Regions from separate parts of the Gasterosteus aculeatus genome. Here region 1 is linked to region 2. A link is a contact called in public Hi-C data. All regions are on one chromosome and are shown on one strand. Each heading gives the region's core, a stretch centred on a gene start, on an enhancer-like site or on the middle of the called end of the contact. The rest is flanking DNA. Distances are from core to core; before and after follow the strand shown.

Region 1 (4,930 bases), core at 1,989-4,488, 98 kb after region 2:
CAGCTACACCTGACCTGCATGTGCGTGCGTATAGGCGTGCACTGTTGGGGCTGATCACTCTGGTGCTATTGGTTTGAAACAATAGCAGCAATTGGAGGCAAACAGGGGTTGTAACTGTAAATGTCATTCATTCCATCATCACCAGGGAAGCGAAGTGTCTACAAAAGGGTCTGTGGCCACACACTCAATATGACAACTTCACGTTTCTGTGAGTCGATATGGAAAAAGACGCCCCGGTAATACCCTCTGATTGAAAGCTTGAACCTCAGTGTGTCTGTTTGGCTTTCCAACCCTATGCTGTGCTGGAGGACGGAGCACACAACACGTTTCAATGCCCTGGTGCTCTTGGAGCTCAGTGCACATGTGTGGGAAAGATGGCGAGGACAGCGAAGACTACAGGCCGAACCAGAGACACATGTGTGTGTGTGTGTGTGTGTGTAGGCAACCACTACGCAAACTGAATACGCAGACTAAATCCCACACAGAGAGCATTTGACTAAGGCCAATGGAGTCCACATGTCCTCCCCACTTCAAAGGGGACGAGAATGTACGAGAATCGCTGCATTCGAGTCAGTCCTCTGTCTTTGCAGGTGGGGGGGCAAACGCAATCCATGATGCTCTTATTTGAAACAAAAAGAACACTGATACATAACGGTAAACGGTGAGGGATGAAGGGTTTAAGACATGGCCAGTGCCAGCAATATTGAGTGCGTGTTTGCGCTGCATTATTCTGACACCTACTGGATGGAGTGTCTCCACCTGTGTCTCACCAAGACCACAAGTAAAGCAGCTTTGAGAAACCACACCGCTGAGTAAAACAAGCACAGCGGCTTTTCCAATTGCATCTACTTCAATTGGGAGTCAATGTGAAGCTCAAAATTAATAAAAATAAATAAATAATACAAAACATGAAAGATCTTCCATAGTTGACTATGGATGCGAATGTTGCTGAGATTAAAATTGCAAAATAAAAGACTACGGGGGTTGAACCATGTGCAGCACAGCCTGCCGGGAGGCCGACAGAAAAGGCCAGAAAGAGAGGAGAACCAGGAGGGGAGATGGACACCAGACAAACACACACACACACACCAAGAGAGTAAGAGGTGAGTAAGGCTGATGGATAGACGTGCGCATCGGCGGTATTGCGGAAAGGAGCTTTTATAAACGGCCCGAGCACAGAGGGAAACGTTTATTTAGTCAAAGACAGGAAAGAACAGACGGAGGCCAACTGGGCCATGATCAATCACAGGCCTACCTATGACATTACGCAGTGCAGCCCGAGCCCCTCCTGAGAGAGAAATATGGGGGGATACATCTGTGGGTCACAAGTGTGAGCGAGATCGAGCAAAAGTAACTTGAAAGAAAACACCTGTGTTGGGATTTTTTATGGAAAGCAGGTCTGACATCTAAATAAACAACAAAAGTAAATAAAGGGGCTCTTAAAGTAGTCTTAAAGGAGACTAGGGGATATGTTATAGAATCTCTTTCCAGCTGCTTATCATCGACAACACGTTGCGTTCTATTTGATTGATTCCCCTTTCACTACTGCTGCAGAAGAGTGGAAAGGATCCCGCTCAGTGACACTGGAGGAAACCCCCGGACAACATGTTTTTGCATGTTTGATGTGGCTTCTTCCTTCTTTTTTTTTGCGAGCTATTTCACATCGCCTCAAATACCACCAAAAGTCTTCACAGCTGTCAGTCAGCCAGCTCCACGGCCCACAGCTGCTACAACCGACCTTCTGATGGCTCTTTAAATCAAACACAGGACTCTTCTTCACTGGGTCGGCACACAGCGACTGATCCCTGACGCGCAACAGGGTGGGATTTCTCCTGCGCGCCATTGCATCCGTCCTCCCAAAAGGCTGGACTTATGTGCCGTGTGCTGTTGGGGTTCACCCACATGACATATTACTTCGGGAGGAGCTCATCGGTGATGGCACGGCTCCACCCAGAGGACGCACAGGGGAACTTTAGGCACTGAATATTTTGCTACCAGAGCAATTGAAGACACCTGTGTTTACTGAAGAATATGTATTATTTGAAATAGCTCTGCCGTGCCAGTCTTTTCGAATGTTAAGCAGTTTGGGGTTTTCTTCAAAACTGGACACCTTGATGTAGGATTTGACATCACTTTTTGGCCTCCTTTGTAAGCCTTTTAGACTAAATTAGTCGTACAATATTTGATGGATCAGTGGATGATGAAACAATCATTGATTCAGAGTGGAAACACAAAAAGAGGATGCTGCAATGATCGAGTACCAAAGTGGGGCGTGGCCTACTTGTCAGGACAATAAATCAGTTACAATTAGACTTCAGAGCGATTGATATTATTTTTTGAATGGTGGCAAAATAAATAATCCTCATACTCGTAGACCACTAGCAGATTTTCTGCTAATATGCCTCCCGATTGGCAGCAACTAGTCGATGACGGCAAAAAACGAGATCAGCTTTGTCTAAAAGTTTGACTTGGTCCCTTTTCTCTCTTCTGCTGATGTAATCCATTTGACACATCCACGTTAGCTTTGCCGAATACACAATCTGGTTCAATTGAGACACGCTGCAACACGTTCATCATTAAGTACACACTCAGCTTCAGTACGGAGCAAATGATAGATCAATAAAAAGAAATCTACAATATACAGGATCTATCAAATGATAATCAAATGCAAAGTATCAATAATCTGTATAAAACTTTATTGAAAAGGTTTAATATGGTGAATCATCATTTCCAAGCAGTTCTGGCCAAACATCCCTGCGGTCCCGTTTTCTCCTGCAGCCTGGAAGTTCACTGCATTTGATCTCAGGTGAATCAACCATGGCTTACAGGCACTGAGGCCCTCAGAATCTAATTTTCGTTCCAGTGTCTGTTTAGAGTAAACCGTACATTTAAGGAAAAAGTCACGTAGTATAAATTTAGGTTCATGGCTTTAATAAACAGCCGTGGTTTGGGGGAATGTTTAGAGACAAAAGAATACTTCTCCATTCCTCCGGAGGGTCTTGGCGCTCAGTGGGTTAACGTTTTAAACAGGCATTTGATATAAAAGCATTAGTGTCAAAATGCAATGAAACTGGAATGGACTGAAAATTCACAAAAAAAACCAACTCTATTTAAGTGGTGCTGCAGTTATTTATCAAAACCGTGTCTGTTCATGAACAACAGAGGGCGCCATGACCCTTCAGACACAACAGGCCGTCTGAACACCATCCTCTCCTCACTTCCACCTCACTGTTCAGGGATGGACGGTTCAGACCGGTTCGATGCTCCAGTGGTGTTTTCGGAATTTGTCCTATGTCAACAGATGTTGGGACCTCATTGGGCTGCATGGGTAGAGGAGGAGTGGTAACTCATCCTTTGACTTTTAGCAGGGGTTCTACCATGATTGTTCCACCATGGTTCCACTGCACTTTACCGGAAGTTAGCTAAAGCCAGAATTACTGGTTTTATTTCACGTCACCCTGTGCAATTCCTTAAACAGGTCTGTTTCTGAAAAAAGTACAGCTTGTCTTAGGGATACAAATCAGTTTAAAGGGGTAACATTAATGTAACTTCAAAATGTATATCTTTAAAATTGTGCTGAACTGTGAAATTGCTAGTAATGGGGACGAAAATACTAAACTCATTTGCTTATGGAGTAGAACTTACTTGTAGTAGTTTTATTGCAGTATACTTTTATATGGTACTTGGATACTTATTTATTAGAGGATTTGATACATTCATTAATGATGGGTGGTCTAAGATGATGATGATGGTGGCCTCTACATGACCCCCATTGAAGAAGGTTAGCTAGCAGGGAGCAGGAAGTGTGTCTCTAATTCTAATCAAAACTACAGCTTCTCTTGTTGGAGTCAAACTGTCAATATTCAAACGGTGTGAATCTAAATAATCACGCTTTATGACAACAGTATGTACCAGAGGAGAAGACAAGTTCTCTTTCATGTGGCTGGGACCGACCCAAGGAAGACCCTTTTTGGATAAAACGTTACATCAGAGGGAGGTATTTAATAGGTAACTAAGGACAAAGGGACTCAGCCATATCTCTAAATATGTCATGTAATATGAAACTGTTCACGTCTCTAACGTTATTGTCTCAGACACAATGGAAACTAGGACTGAGGACAAACCAAGGTCTAAACAAGATAGAACATAGCAGACAACGAGCAGCGGGGTTCTCGGTGAAGAGTTAAATCTGTAGAAGTAGTATTCTATGATCCCACTTGTGACGACGGTGGAGTGACCTGCTCCTGCCCGATTGGTACAGAGAATGCTCTCTCCTTTAACTGAGGAGCACCATGTGTGGTTAGAACATCCAAAACACATGAAAGCAAGTAAGTATCCTTTACTGATCCCTGTGGGGCAAATTATTATATATATATGTATGATTGAGAAAGAAAAAAAACAACGAACCCCCCGGCCCTCGTCAGTATATAAATATTAAACAAATATGTCAATGCGGTTTAATTCCAGATCAAGGTTCTATAACTTTTCTGGCCCCTGGCTTCAGACCCAGCCCTCACAACGCCATTGAATGTGAAAACCTCTGACCGGAGGCTTTACTGTGAGACAACAAGAAGCTTCTCTCCTTTTACACAATAGTCTTTGTCCCCGCGACAGGACGGGGACCCGTCTCCCTACCGAGCCCGGGGCCCAAAATGCTGCTCCTAATATGCTTATCCACAACACATTGTACTCAGGAGTCGTTGCTTGAAGCGGTCCCGAGCCAAAGGGCCTCGTTCCTTTCACCAACAAAATTTCTATAAAAGCAGCAGTAATTGGTCTTTTTTTTAATCCCATTCCTGTTAATGATATTTTCCTTAGTCATTCAACTATTTAATTCAAATTATGTTCAAATTCCTTGGGCCAGTTTTTCTTTGATTAAATCACTGAAAACTTTAATTTCCAACCCTTTATTCTGAAACAGAACTGCAAA
Region 2 (4,570 bases), core at 441-2,940:
CTCTGGGATTTTCCCTGAAGATGATTGTCAGATTCAGCCAACCAAACTTGACCCGTGGCACAATGAGATGATTGCTCTCCCATTCCTGCAATGTTGCAATAAAAAAAAAAAGATGTCCTAGCAAATGATTTGATAATGTATTTCAATGACCTTTTAACGGGACTTTGAATGTGATCCTCAAGGGTTTCATTGTGTTCTTTTTAACTATCACTGGGGTCTTTTTCTTTTCTTTCTTTGATGAACACGCGTGTTTTCTGGAAGCTCCGACTCTAAAAAAGACTCAGATCCTGTAAATCTGAGACCGGTGTATTCATATAGCTTTCGGGTACTCGTAGTGTTCATGTTCCAAATATTCCCTCTGCTTGGTTGAGTGGAATATGAGGAGAATATGTTCCCCTCTGACAGATCATTTTATTGACTGTTAAATATGTAGTCAGCAGGAATGTGCAAAGATTCGCAACAACATAATCGAAGGAAGCCAGAGAGGACATTTACATTATTTTGAATTATAATTGTTTGTATTGTGGATGGATGCATCTCAAACAAGAGAAATGAAGAGACTGTCAAAAGAGGGTTAATAGAGCTGCATATTCTACTAGTTTGTAGATCAACCAGATACATGGTATTTGGCGTGGGGGGGGGGGGCTGTGCTGGGGGGGTTACAGTGTCTTCTTCCCGGTGTCTCATTCACGCGTTGCTCTGCGGAGCTGTGACTACAGTTCCGCAGAAGAGGTCGCGCGAGGACTTCTGACGGAGTTCAGCCTGTGCGTCAGTGAGCGGAGCCCAGTGTGAGTTTGTGGGGGGGGGCGTGTGAGTGGACGCGTGCGCGTGTGAGGGTGTGTGTGTGTGCGCGCGCGCGCGTGCGTGGCCGTGTTTCATTCAATGAAACGCAACACCCCGCTCGTCCGTCTGAAGCCTCTTCGGAAACAGGTTTGATTATATTTAAAAGCTTGACCCGGGAGAGAAACCCAAACAACTGTCTGTTCTAATATTAGCCGAGAAGCTGCGGGGCTGTTGGGAATTCTATTATTGTCTGGGCCGCGGATGTGTACCCCGAAGGCAGCTCTTAGCAAAAGATTTACACTTTTGTCTGCAGTTGGTGGAAAAGAAATATCAGTTACCAACATTTTAATTTGAAGGACTGACGGTATGTCCGGATATCTTGGCTGTCGGCCTGTAATCATACAGTGAAAAAGTCCCTGATATATGAGTGAAAATGACCTTCATCAGCACTATTATTAAATGAATAACATTATTTCGATTATTATTACTATTATTATCATTAATATTCATATTCATGAGTTTGGTATTTTACAGCTTTGAAGGCGTATGCTGCACGAGATGCACTCATATATAGATGATGAAAAACCAAAACCTACATATTGAGAAATAAAACGTTAATAATTGTATTTCCCACCGAAACACAAACCCATACCAACAGACACAGTGTGTCTGACCTGCTGCGTTTGCGCTTTTGTTTCACCGCAAAAGATGCGTAATTCGCGTGCCGCATGTTTACTACAAATTAGAGCCTTCAATATCCGCCAATATCCTCCAATTATTGTGGCAACGAGAAAGTTGCTCGTAACTATGTCACCTGATTGGGATTGAAAGAACTTTGGCAAAGAAAAAAACAGAGGAAAGAAAATCTCCCCACCCCCATGAGAAGAGGAGACCGCCCACCAGAGACGGTCAACCCGAGACCCCTTATAGATTTAAAAAGAGAGGCTGCATTCTCAGACTGACACTTATTCAACACTGCCACCTTAAGCAGATTACTTTTTTGCGCTGCCTGTTTCAAATACGTAGCTCACATCGCTTCTCCATCATGTCCAGGATGCTGAAACACCACCTTCACCCGGGTTTTTTACTCTTGTTCATATGGCTTTGTCACCTTATGGAACATCAAAAAGTGCAAGGTAAGATCTCTTCAACTGTTTTTTTTTTATTTTATTTGTACGTTTAAAAAAACGAAGGATAAACTTCCGACGTAAAACGCGTCCGAGTGTCGGAGGATACTTGCTGCAACCGGGAAACTTCTCAAAGTGACTTTCCTTATCATTCTGTCCCCTCTACCCGCTGAGGAAAAAAACTCTGCATCCGACGGTGCGTGCGCGCGTATAGCGCCCATAAAACAGGTGCCATACGGGACACTTGGAAGTGGGATTACAGGCCAGTTACGCGGCACACACTTGGAAGCGGCGCGCCGCGCTGGTGGCGGCGCGAGCTCTGCGTGTTACCCACCTGAGCCTTTTGGGATACTTTAAGAGCCGCACCGTGTCTTCAAACCCTCGAAAGAAACTTTAGAAACATCCACACGAGTTTTTAGATGGCGTTAGAAGCCTTTTCCCTCCCCCGTACAAATCCACCCGACCTGGCGTGCGTTTGCGTGCGTTGCGCAGCTTCACATCTTTAGGACACCAAATGGAGACTCTTGCGCCTATCATTTCGTTCTGGAGCTTGTGGTTCAATATATATCTAATCTTTCCTCGATGTAAGCAGTGCACCAGCTCGTGTACGCGTCCTGGCATGCGTGTACGTGTGCGCGTGTGTTTCTGCTCAGACATCCTGCTGTTGTCTGTATCGAAGGATCATTTTTGCACCACGAGAAACGGGATAAATACTGCGTTATTCTAATATTTGAATGATCTGTACCTTGGCTCGTTGCGGAGAAGGCGGCGTCTGGCGCGTATGCGTGTCTGGGATATTGTTCGGAGGCGTTGGAGACGGCAATAACAAGGAGGCTCTGGGAATAAAGGACCCCCCCCCCCCCCCCTCCGGCATAGATTATTCTCACTTTTTTGTATATTTGTGGTTGCATTGTAATGGCTGTCACTCACAGATGGGAAAGGAAAGTGTTAACTGTCTCGCAGGAAAAAAATGACAAAATAAAGCGCGAGAGGGGGGGGGGGGGGGGGGCTTTGATAAAAACGGGCTGCGTGTGTGTCTAGCCCGTCTGGCTCAGCGGTTTCAGACGTGCGTTTCTCTTTCTTCTGTTTTTTTTTTAGCCGGGAACTGCTGGCTGCAGCAGGGGAAGAACGGGAGGTGCCAGGTGCTCTACATGTCCGGGATGAGCAGGGAGGAGTGCTGTCGCAGCGGGAGGCTGGGGACATCCTGGACCGAAGAGGACGTCCCCAACAGCACGCTCTTTAGGTGGATGATCTTCAATGGCGGAGCTCCCAATTGCATACCTTGCAAAGGTGGAGGTGCACTCCTTTCCCTTCGTTATCTTCGTAACACACAACACAAGTCGTTTCGTGACACAAAATCCCCAGAGCGCCGAGCCGCGCGCTCTCCCGCGCGTGTCGCCCAACAGTCACCTAACTTTTCCTTTCTTTTGTTTTCATTTTAGAATCCTGCGATAACGTTGACTGCGGGCCCGGGAAGAGATGCAAGATGAACAGAAGGAGCAAGCCCCGCTGCGTGTGCGCACCGGACTGCACCAACATCACCTGGAAAGGACCGGTCTGCGGCTCAGACGGAAAGACCTACAAAGACGAATGCGCACTGCTCAAAGCGAAATGCAAAGGCCACCCGGACCTGGACGTGCAGTACCAGGGAAAGTGCAAGAGTAAGTGCACGCTACGTGCGATCCCGCCCCGCTCCTCGTGATTTGTGCCACGTCTAGACTTGTGGTTTGTCCCGACAGAAACGTGCCGCGACGTCTTGTGCCCCGGCAGCTCCACGTGCGTCGTGGACCAGACGAACAACGCGTACTGCGTGACGTGTAATCGGATTTGCCCCGAGGTGACGTCGCCGGAGCAGTACCTGTGCGGAAACGACGGGATCGTGTACGCCAGCGCGTGTCACCTGAGACGAGCGACCTGTCTCCTCGGCAGGTCCATCGGAGTGGCGTACGAAGGGAAATGCATCAGTAAGTCGCGGGCACGCGAGAGCGCGAGGCTGTCGGTGGCGCGCCTCCAGCCACTGACTTTGAATGTTGTTTTGAGTGCCTTTGCTTCAGCTCTGCAGTCAGTGTTTTATGCCAACATTCCATCGAGGAGGGGGGTCTAGAGAGAGAGAGAGAGAGAGAGAGTGTGTGAGTGTTTGGTAGTTTGTCTTTGCTCAAAAAATAATAGAATCATATTATTTCCTGATGTTGGCAGCACTTTCCCGTATTGGAGAGAGGGGCGTAGGGGGGGGGGGGGGGGGGGGAGTGCTGGGGCCACGGAGACAGGCTTCGAGTTCATATTTGAATGCAAACAACATTTTATAAATTGGATTCATTTTTTATTCCGACTTCAGCTGTCCAAAAAACGCATGATAATCAAAAAGACCCCCCCCCCCCCTCCTCTCTCTCTCTCTCTCTCTCTCCAGAGGCCAAGTCGTGTGAGGACATCCAGTGCAGCGCGGGCAAGAAGTGCCTGTGGGACGCGCGGATGAGCCGGGGCCGCTGCTCGATGTGCGGGGAGACTTGTCCGGAGAGCAGGACGGACGAGGCGGTGTGCGCCAGCGACAACACCACGTACCCCAGCGAGTGCGCCATGAAGCAGGCCGCTTGCTCCTTGGGGGCGCTGCTGGAGGCCAAGCACTTGGGATCTTGCAACTGTAAGTAGATGATAAAAGCAAC

Evidence for each region. Hi-C and Micro-C count contacts between places; a contact is called where the count stands out from the background.
Region 1: a contact with region 2 is called in a Hi-C map of whole body, with 8 times the contacts expected there. The contact joins the enhancer-like site here to the promoter of fsta in region 2. A contact is called at or near these places in 4 of 6 Hi-C or Micro-C datasets (liver, skeletal muscle and whole body).

Annotation. Positions count from the first base shown.
Region 1 is chr13:3,693,658-3,698,587 of fGasAcu3.hap1.1, forward strand. All of the region lies in intron 1 of arl15a (ADP-ribosylation factor-like 15a), which reads right to left. Among protein-coding and RNA genes, the nearest start is that of arl15a, 19 kb to the right of the region's middle. Within about 2 kb of position 3,239, at least 1 of the 9 cell types and tissues checked has open chromatin away from gene starts, as enhancers often do.
Region 2 is chr13:3,597,138-3,601,707 of fGasAcu3.hap1.1, forward strand. It overlaps fsta (follistatin a), which reads left to right and starts at 1,691. Exons shown (of 6, transcript XM_040195889.2): 1 at 1,691-1,919; 2 at 3,009-3,200; 3 at 3,353-3,571; 4 at 3,650-3,874; 5 at 4,318-4,548. The coding sequence starts at 1,829. itga2.2 (integrin, alpha 2 (CD49B, alpha 2 subunit of VLA-2 receptor), tandem duplicate 2) reads left to right here. Exons shown (of 31, transcript XM_040196378.2): 31 at 1-125.